2 separate regions of the Sus scrofa genome follow, and region 1 is linked to region 2. Evidence: chromatin contacts called from public Hi-C data. All regions are on one chromosome and are shown on one strand. Each heading gives the region's core, a stretch centred on a gene start, on an enhancer-like site or on the middle of the called end of the contact. The rest is flanking DNA. Distances are from core to core; before and after follow the strand shown.

The links. A called contact is a pair of places that touch in the nucleus more often than the background predicts.
Region 1: a Hi-C map of omental adipose tissue shows a contact between it and region 2, with 1.5 times the contacts expected there. The contact joins two enhancer-like sites. A contact is called at or near these places in 1 of 5 promoter capture datasets (liver) and 3 of 47 Hi-C or Micro-C datasets (alveolar macrophages, heart right ventricle and omental adipose tissue).

The regions. Positions count from the first base shown.
Region 1 is chr11:15,110,481-15,115,019 of Sscrofa11.1, reverse strand. No RefSeq gene overlaps it. Among named protein-coding and RNA genes, the nearest start is that of FOXO1, 300 kb to the left of the region's middle. Within about 2 kb of position 1,994, at least 16 of the 83 cell types and tissues checked have an H3K27ac peak or open chromatin away from gene starts, as enhancers often do. A contact at or near this core is called in liver and omental adipose tissue, where this site is marked.
Region 2 is chr11:14,939,115-14,943,813 of Sscrofa11.1, reverse strand. The region is part of intron 2 of LOC102159588 (a long non-coding RNA gene); the gene reads left to right. Among named protein-coding and RNA genes, the nearest start is that of COG6, 370 kb to the right of the region's middle. Within about 2 kb of position 1,548, at least 15 of the 83 cell types and tissues checked have an H3K27ac peak or open chromatin away from gene starts, as enhancers often do. A contact at or near this core is called in liver and omental adipose tissue, where this site is marked.

The sequences.
Region 1 (4,539 bases), core at 745-3,244, 170 kb before region 2:
CTCCTGCATCAAGGGGCTCCTGGGGAGGAAGGCTCCCCTTGGGACCGAGGATGCCAGGCAGCGACCGGCCGGACCTGCAGTGCTCAGGGCACTGCGCCAGCCCCCACCTGTGCACAGTTGGTGGCCAGGCTTGGTCACTAGCAGCAGCAGCAGCAGCAGCCAGAAGATGCAGTTGGATAACATGCTCAGAGAAGGAACGAGAGGAGGAGCAGGCCAAGGGGGAGCGTCTTGGTGGTTAAGGTGGTTGGCGTGGATGGGACTCCAAAGACAGAGCTGAGTGTCAGTTCTTATGAGCAAGTATTGCCTGCGCTGGATGAAGAGGACTCGCTGGGAATCAGGGCCTGTGGATCACAGCCGGCTCGCTTCACCGTGAATTGCCGGAGCTGTGGGCTTGTCAGACTTGAGCCGGTTTGAGAACAGAGGCAGTGGCACATCATCCCCAGTCGTCTGTCCATTCATCCTTCCTCCGCTCGACCAGTGTTAGCGGAATTCCTCTAATACGCAGATCAAGAACTATACTAGGTAGTGAGGATTAAGGCGTAACTCTCTGGTCCAGGGGAGGCCAGAGACTCAGGAAACAGGCCATTGCAGGACACCGGAATCCGTGCTCGGAGGGGGCAGCGTGCAGGGTGGTGGGAACCCCCCGGCTGATGCCTCCCGCTTCCTGGAGGCAGTGATGTCCGCGGTCAGGTCTGACGGGTGAGTGGAACGGAGCCAGGGAGCAGGAGGGCTCAGGAGTTCACCGGACGAGGGGACAATGGCTCGGAAGAGGAAGAGCCAGTGCTCCTGAAAGGCTGGAGTATCTGGGGGGGAGAAACGAGGCAGGAAGACTCAGCACAGCGGGTGCTGGAGGCTCTGCTCCTCCTGGTGGTGAGGCGGGGCTGCGGGGCTGAATGGACGGGGCTGAGAGCCGAGCACAGAGCAGGCTGCGGGGGAGTGCAGATTTGGGGGTCACTGGAACACAGGCATCAGTCAGAGGCCTGAGGGAGTGAAACCCCGCCCAGGGAGCGTCCGGGGTGAGAGGGAGGGCCCGGGACAGAGTTCAGAGAAGCCGCAACCTTCAAGTGTGGGGGCACCGAAGGCCCACTGGGACGGGCAGCCAGAGAGCAGGGAGGAAAGGTGAGAGGCGGTGGTGAGGCTTCCAGAGGAAGAGCAGGTCAGAAGAGCAAGGTCATGGCTCAGAGGGCAAAAGGGGCTGACAAATCAAGTAAAACAGTGACTAAAAAAAGTGCCTACTTAGCAACATGGGGATGGGTAGTGATCTTGGCGAGATCTGACGCTTCCTGATAAGTCAGGTGTGGGCAGGTAGTGGGAGGTGAGAAGTAGCGTCGCACACTTTTTGTAGAACTCTGGCCACGATGGTGAGAAAGAGCTTGCTCTGGACTTGGAGGGCTGTGGTTGGAAGGACTGGTAAAGACAGAAGCAGCAAGAGCGCTCGCGGCTATTCCCGAGGGCCCCGGGGAGCTGAAACACCGCCACAGGCACAGGGCGGAGGGCCCCCTGTCAGGGCCAGCCCAGAACTCCTTTGGGTGTGAGGTGCTAAGGAACTGAGCTTGGGGCCAGACCACACGGATGTAGTCCTGCCTCTTCCATATCTTGTCCGTGTGACCTTCGGGAAGTCACCTAAGCTCAGTCTCAATTTCTTCATCTGAACAATAGGATCCACCTCCTCAGGCTACTTGAAAACCAAATTCAGTTTTGTCCATAAAGGGGCTGGCGCAGTGCCTGCTAAGTCCTCATCAACGCCTGTCTACCGTCTGAAGGATGGCGACCTGTCAGGAACCTGTCCCTCCAGGTGGCGGGCACCTCCTCCGGTGCCCACCTCTGCCTTGAATGGGGCAAGGGCTCGTTCTCTTTGCTCTGCTGGCCTCTCTCCCGGCACCCGACGCCACACACAGCCCTGGAAGATCTCCAGCTCGCGCTGTCTGCATGCGAGCCTGCCATGGGGAGCAGCAGCTGCGAACACACCTAACCAGAAGCAGCATTGCCGGATGGGTGACACCTCAGGGGAAACCACAGCTTCGTGCCTCTTTGCTGGAAAGCCCAACCGCCCTTTTGTTCTGCAGGTAGAACTGTTGCGAAAGGGAACGCAGACGGAGTTCCGGGAACACTGTAGGTACCTCTGAAATGGTTTCTCTGTTTTTAAACATCACCAGGAAGTGCTAAGTGATGGGACAAGAAGGGAGTGCCCAAGAGAGGGCAAAGCGAAGCCTCATCTTCCAAACCAGACGCTCTGCCTTCTTTCTCTTTTGGTCCCTGCCCCCTACTTCCTCCCAGTAGAGACTGTATCTGCTTTTTTTCTCTCCCTGAGGAGCCTGATAGGCTTATTCCCATTGGAACCAAATGGAGCTGGAGCCTTGTAGATAATCTGGAGCCTGGATAGGAAAAAGAGGCTTGAAGTTACAGTGAGTGACTGAGGAGCCAGGCAGGACTCCAGACTCATGACTCTGACTCCTTGGTCCAGTGCTCTGTTCAAAGCTTCTCCTCGTAGACAACGAGGATTTTAGCAATCCATTATCTCCCTGATGTTGCTGCTGTAATCATCCACCACGCATCACACACCTCCTTTACAGGACTTCAGAGGACTTGCATCCAGTCCTTTGTAGGCACTGGGGACTAGCAGCCAAAGAGAAGTAATCCCTGCTCTTGCAGGGCGTATGGTCCAGTGAGGGGAGATGGATAGTGAAATACAGGCAGACCTTGGAGGTTGTGTTCAGTCCTGGCCACTGCAGTAAAGTGAATATGGCATTAAAGCGAGTCACAGAATGGTTTGGTTTCCAGTGCATATAAAAGTGATCTTTACCCTGTTCATAGATGTCTATTAAGTGTGCAATAGCATTATGTCTAAAAAAAAAAAAAAAACCAATGTGCATACTTTCATTAAAAAGTAATGCTACTGAGGAGTTCTCTTGTGGTGCAGTGGGGTTAAGGATATGGCTCTGTCACTGAGGTGGCTCGGGTCACTGCTGTGGTACAGGTTCGATCACTGGCCCGGGAACTTCCATATGTCATGGGTGAGGCTAAAAAAATAATAATAATAATACTGTTGGGAAAATGGTGCCAAAAAGCTTGCTCAACACAGGGTTGCCACAAACCTTCAATCTGTAAAAATGCAGAATCTGCAAAGCGCAATACAATGAGGTCTGCCTCTAGGCAAATAACTGGTAGATACACTCTCCACAGTGTCTCCCTGGGGAACAGTTTTCTCAATAGAATGCTTCTCAAATTATTAAAACCCAACTTCATAGAATGTATGTATCTTTCAACACAGTGGTTTTCAATGTCAATGATTATGTAGAAAAACGTGTCTCTATATGACCCCCAAACTCCATACAACATTTAAGTAAAATGATTTGTGGGAATCGTCTTGCGTTACATTCTAAATACAACTCATTGAATTGTTTTCAAGGCTCATTGAAGTCCACTTGGGGTGTGTGCCTTGGTGGTTAGAGCTGAGAGAGGGGCCCTAGGACATCATTCAGGCATCACTTTGTTACAAACGTATTAATTTTTTGGTGATCAGGAAAGCGACGCTTGCGGCATTTTACACCTCAGCATGATGTTTTATTGCTTAGACGTGAGTACAGAGGTGTTTTCTACTATATTAGTGACATTTTAGGAAACTTGTTGGAGTTTGAGGTTAGTGCCTTTAAAGTCACGGGAAGTGGGTTCCTGGTTACATTGTCCGGCAGGAGGCTGACGTAGAGCATGTGTCAGAAAGGTGAGAGGTGTCCTATCAGGCCCCCCTTTGTGCGCATTCTCAGAGCAGCGTCTGGTTGGGACTCCCAGTCACAGCCACAGCATCCCCAGAGGTGACACATCCCTTTTATGGGGGAGCCGGCACAGACAATGGCCTTGCATCACCACGTCGAGGTGGGTACCAAGCACGTGTCCTTCACTAGGAAGCTTGGCTCAGTGATGATGATCAAGGCTCCTTGCAGAAGAACTTCAACAGGAAGAGTAAAACGATGCCCTTGTCAAGTTCTGTGCTGGTCCTCTGCCGGCAGAGGTGGCCCAGTTCCATGAGCTGTTTTGTTTTTTTATTTTTTTTTAATTTTTTTTATTTGAATGGTAGCTCTGGAATGGTAGGAAGTCTCCCACAGAGGATTTCCTTTGCTCATTGTTGTTTTTCCCTTAGGAAAAAAATGTGGTAAGGGAGGGCCATGCTTCTCTCTCCCTTTGTGACTTCTGTGATGCAGAGTTTAAAAGGCCAGTGACAGGATCTGGGTCACAGACTCGGTTTCCTTCTTGTGTGAGGCCTGGTGGCTTCACGTGCCTGTCCCTTTAAACATTGGAACTAGAGCCTCATACTCTGTCCTATTTTTATATCTGGTCACATGGGTGAACAGCATTTTCCTCGAGGCTGGAATCTGTACTGAGGGAAGTACCATGTATTGGAATCACCAAATCTTAGATTTTCGCTTTGTAAAGGATGAAAGGTCCCCTAGTGTCCCCTCCTCAAAGCAGAGCCTCCCCCCCTCCCCTGCCCTGTCCCAGGGACATCTGGCTGAGTCTGCATGTGCCCTGAGCACGACTGAT
Region 2 (4,699 bases), core at 299-2,798:
TAATCTAAATCTCTTTAGGGCAGCAGTTCTGAAATTTGGTCCCCTGACTTGCTAAGAGCCCCTCCGCTCTGCATCTGGACACCTTTAGAGATGGGACCTGGAAAAGGAAAATAGTGTAAAGAAGCAGGAGTGTATGAGCCTGGAGGTCACCTTGTCCCTAACGTGTCAAACACCGTTTGCAGCCAGTCTGACGTCAATCAGCAAGGGCTGACATATGATTCATCTGTGTTCGTACCATTGTTGGTTCCTGTTATTGTTTTTCTCCTCACATTGTAGTTAATCATTCGTTGAGTTTGGTTAAACACTCACGTGCCATATTAGGCCTTTTCCTACAGTTTCACCGGGGCCAAACCCTGGGTGAAAATGTAGGCATGGGTTGGGTCTCTGGTGGTGATGCCAGGGCCCTCTCCTGTGCCCGAGGGGGCCAGCACCCTGGGGTAAGGGGATGGAATGAATGAATCCAGTTGGTAAACCAAAATCACAAATTTCCACTGGTTGGCAGATGGAATGTGCCATTCTGCATACAAGCAAACTTTAGGGAATCTCAAGGGCTCTCTTTTTCCTCTGAAATTACTGTGAAGTTTTAAAATAATTCAATCATGAGCCATTGACCTGAATCGGTATCAAATAACAAGAGAAGGGAGGGCAATGAGGATTTAAAGATAAATACAGGAAGGACGGAGACCAGACTCCACCAGGAATTCTGAAACCCAGATCTGCTTACAAGGTACATTCTAACCCAAAGTTTCTGGGTTGAAAAGCTACCTCCCCCCACCCCCAGATATGCAGACACAAAGGGACGAGCTTAGTAAAACTCTCTTCCTTCCTTCCAGGATGAGGCACAAACAGCAGGAGGCTTTCAGCAAGTTTTGCTTTTTTTTCCTCCTCCCCCCCACCCCCCATACCCTTCTTAGCTTGACAGCAAACAGGACAGACACTTGGCCCTGACTTGCTCTGTCTGGATTGAGGAGCCTTCCTTCTACCTGCTTGTCAGAAGGCCCTTTGTCCTCAGACACAGAAAGAGGTAGATCTCTCTACCATCAACAGCCTATTTCTGACCAGGCTCCAGGTGAAACTTCAGAGCAGCCCCAGAGTCTTTCAAAGCCAGGCCAAGCCCGAATGGCTTCCTGGTACCCACCCAAGTTCAAGAAGCCAGCAAACTCCTGAAGCAGGGCTCTGGAAATGAAAAAGAAGTTTCTCCTCTTAGTTCATCTCGTCACCATCTGGCTAGCTATGATCATCCTTCTTGCACTGTGATTAATTTTTTTATGCCATAGATTTCTGCTAATTAATGGTAATTACCAAGAACAGGAAATTTCAGCGTGACCCAATCATGTTTACCCAGGATGGCAAAGTTGGAGAACAGTTCTTTAAGAGATGTTGCTTGGGATTGCTGAATTTCAAAAGCCGAGTAGAGCCTCTGACATCAACTGGTTCAAATAGGTCACTAACAGATGAGGAAACTGGTAAGAGTTAGCCCAGCTAGTTAGTGGCAGGGCAGAGGTGAAGATCCAGCAGCCACATCCCCAGTCCAGTAATGTTTGTAAGAGGCTCTGCTGCCTGGAGAACTGGTTCAAACCAGAAGCAGCCACTCCTCTCCGTTTGGGTGGAATCATCAAATCCAGAACGGAATTTGGTCAAAATGTCTCATTGCATCATCACGTCGCTTTGAAACTGCAAGTTCTTTGGACAGAGAGTTCCTGTCTGTGTGATGTGAACCAGTAAATTCTCTGGAAAAAAATCAGTCCAAACACTTGGCTGGTGTCTTGGAGGAAAAAAAAAATGGGGGTGATTAAATTTTTAAAAATTGAATTAAGCAGCTGTGTTTGAATCCTGTGGATGCTCATATTAGGTCTAAACTGAGTTGTCCAGAGCTGGCGTTGGGTCGTGGAATTGCATGGAAATTGTGTGGTGGCTCAGTCCTAGTGATAGGTGACATGTCAGCCCTGGGTTGTTGTCCAGGCTGGCAGGGAAGTTCCAGGTTTAGTCCAGTGGTTATGAAACTGTTAGACCACGTTTCTCTTTTGAACAGAAGAATCGTTTTTTCAAATAAAATAGTAAATGTGTCATCTCTACACATAAAATAGATAAGGGTGACATTTTATGTTTAAAGTGATACATTGCCCCTCTCTGAAAACAGCCAATGAAAAAAGCCAAATTGTCCCTTTGAACTAACATTGACCTCGTGAGTTAGAAGAGTCAGTTTGAGTTTTTAAGCAGCATCAGCCTGTCATTCGTCTCTATGTGTGGATTTACTGGCAGTGAAACTTATTCATCTGGTATCTCAAGTGCCTGGCACATGGTCTGGCTTATGGGAGAGATGAATAAATCAGTGACTCTGAGCTTGTGAGCCTCAGTAAGGTAGGATGTGTAGGAGGCAGTCAGGCTCCCACCCCAGGGCCTTTGCACTTGCTGTGTGCTCTGCCTGGGATGCTCTTCCCCTGCTGTCCCTTGGCTGGCACCCTCACGTCCTTCAGGATTTTACCCAACAAGTACCTTCGCATTGGCCTCTCCCTCAGGTAAAGGTTTCCTTTTCCCTCCCCTGCTCTTCTCTTCCCGACCTTTCCCCCTTAACACTGTCACTGCCTCCCTATTACTTTCTTGCTGGGTATTATCTGCCTCTCTCACCAGAGTGTCTCCTACACGAGGGTGGGGATTTTTGTCTGTTCTTTTCGCTACTTTGATAATGTACTGGTTACACAGAGGCGCTCAGGAAATGTTTCTTGCACTAATTAATTCAAAAAATTGAATTATTAGGTATTAATTAATTCAAAACATTGATTTAAAAAAAGGTAGGCGCTGCCTCTTAATTCACCATGTAGCCACCCTTTCCTGAAAGGACACCTACTGCCACCACTTCCATCAAGCAGGCAGCTGATGAATGTAGGCCTAGGCGGTAATGAGTTGGAACTTGATGAGGCTGAGGAAGGTGGTCCACGCGAGAGCTCAGAGCAGCGGAGGGCTGTGGCCAGGTCTGTGAGTTCAGTGCAAACCGTGATGCTCTAACTGCAGTGAGGAACGAATTAGAACCCAAGGTGTCAGCCTGCCTCGTACACACTCTTCCTCCCTGAGGCATGTTTAATCAGCGGCATTCTTTGGACCACGTGGTCATCAGGGCAGGGATGTTTTTCAGCTCCTCCTTAGGCTTATAGATTGATCTCCTCGTGGTCTTTTGGCCTCTTCAGATTGGCGCCTTCACTTGGGCCCCTACCGTCTTTCACCTGGACAGTGGCAGCCACGTTCCAGTGAACGTGCCCATCCCAGGAATCTACCTTTGCCAGTTCATGCTGTGCTTGCTTAGAAAGTTTATGTTCTAAAACCCAGATCTGGTCCATGAACTCACCTGCTTCAAAGCCTTCAATGGCTTCCTAGTGTCTGGAGGTTACATGTCAAACTCCTTTGGACATTCAAGGTCATGCTTTTCCTCCACTGCCACTACCCCATCTCTTGTGGGGCAGTTCTTACCTCCCTGGAGGAGATAGTTCTCTTCGGGGTCCCTGGACCTTTGCTGGTGTTATTTGCACCTGCAGCACCCTCACACACTCCCACCTCCGTGTCCATTGGAAGCAGTGAACGGCACTGCCCATGGGGGCAGATAACGTCTCTCATCATTCCAGAACAAAATATGAATCTGGTACGTATTTGTAGGGTGAATTAAAAAAAATAATATGGTGAATTAAAAAATAAAAGGCTGATAACTGTGATTTGCATTGAAGTAGACATCAAGTGTATTGTCATTACCAGGAGATGGGCATGGCTTGGTTCATTTCAGCACCATACATAGTGGGAAACACACAGAGTGATAAGACAGAACGTCTACACTTTCGAGAGTCAGTCGGAAATAATCAGCACTGGCCAGAAATGTGAAAACTCTCCAGGAAACGGAGACGGACTCTAATGGGTAAACTTGAGCAGCGATCTTCTTACTGGATTCCCTGCCTGTGTTTTCTGCCCCCTCCCACCTGTACATGTTTCTCAGCTGCATCTTCTCAAGTGCACTTTTGGATATATCAGCTCTCATCTTAAAAAGCAAATGTCTTGAGGTCCCTGTCACCTACAGATAGAAGCCCAAACAACTTATAATAGCCACTTACTCCTCCCATAGGACCCAGTCTTTGTCTGCTCTGACATGCCCCGTGGGATTCTGTCCTGCTCTGGGGAGCTTCTTCCTTACCACCAGGTTGGGATGGCCCCTTTTTGGAAAGATGCTAAGAGCAGCGGCAAACCTAAGGCAGCAGCAGTGTCCTGGGAGCCGTCATTGTCTGTGCTGGTATGTGACATCTTACGTGTCTCGTTCCTAGGAGGCAGGGCTCAGTGTCCCAGACCCAATACTGTTTTCTTTTCTTTCTTTCTTTCTTTTTTTTTTTTTTTTTTAGTTTTTTCAAATTTATCTTCTTTTTTAAATTGAAGTATAGTTCTGCAAACCACCCCCTCAGAGCAGACATCAGAGTGCTTCTGCCTAACTGAGGTTCTCTCTCCTGGCTTCTCCCCACTACCATCAGGATCTGTTCAGATACTGCACAGCTCAGCTTCCACGTCCACCCAAGTTCTGCTTGCACCTTCCTCTGAGGCAAAGATGCTAGCCTTCAGAGCTATGAGAATCACCCAGGAACTTAAGGTGCACACTTCCAAGCCTTACCTTGGAGAGCCCCGCATTTTAGATCAGCAATCTGGCTGACTTCACTATGGGGTCCACTGC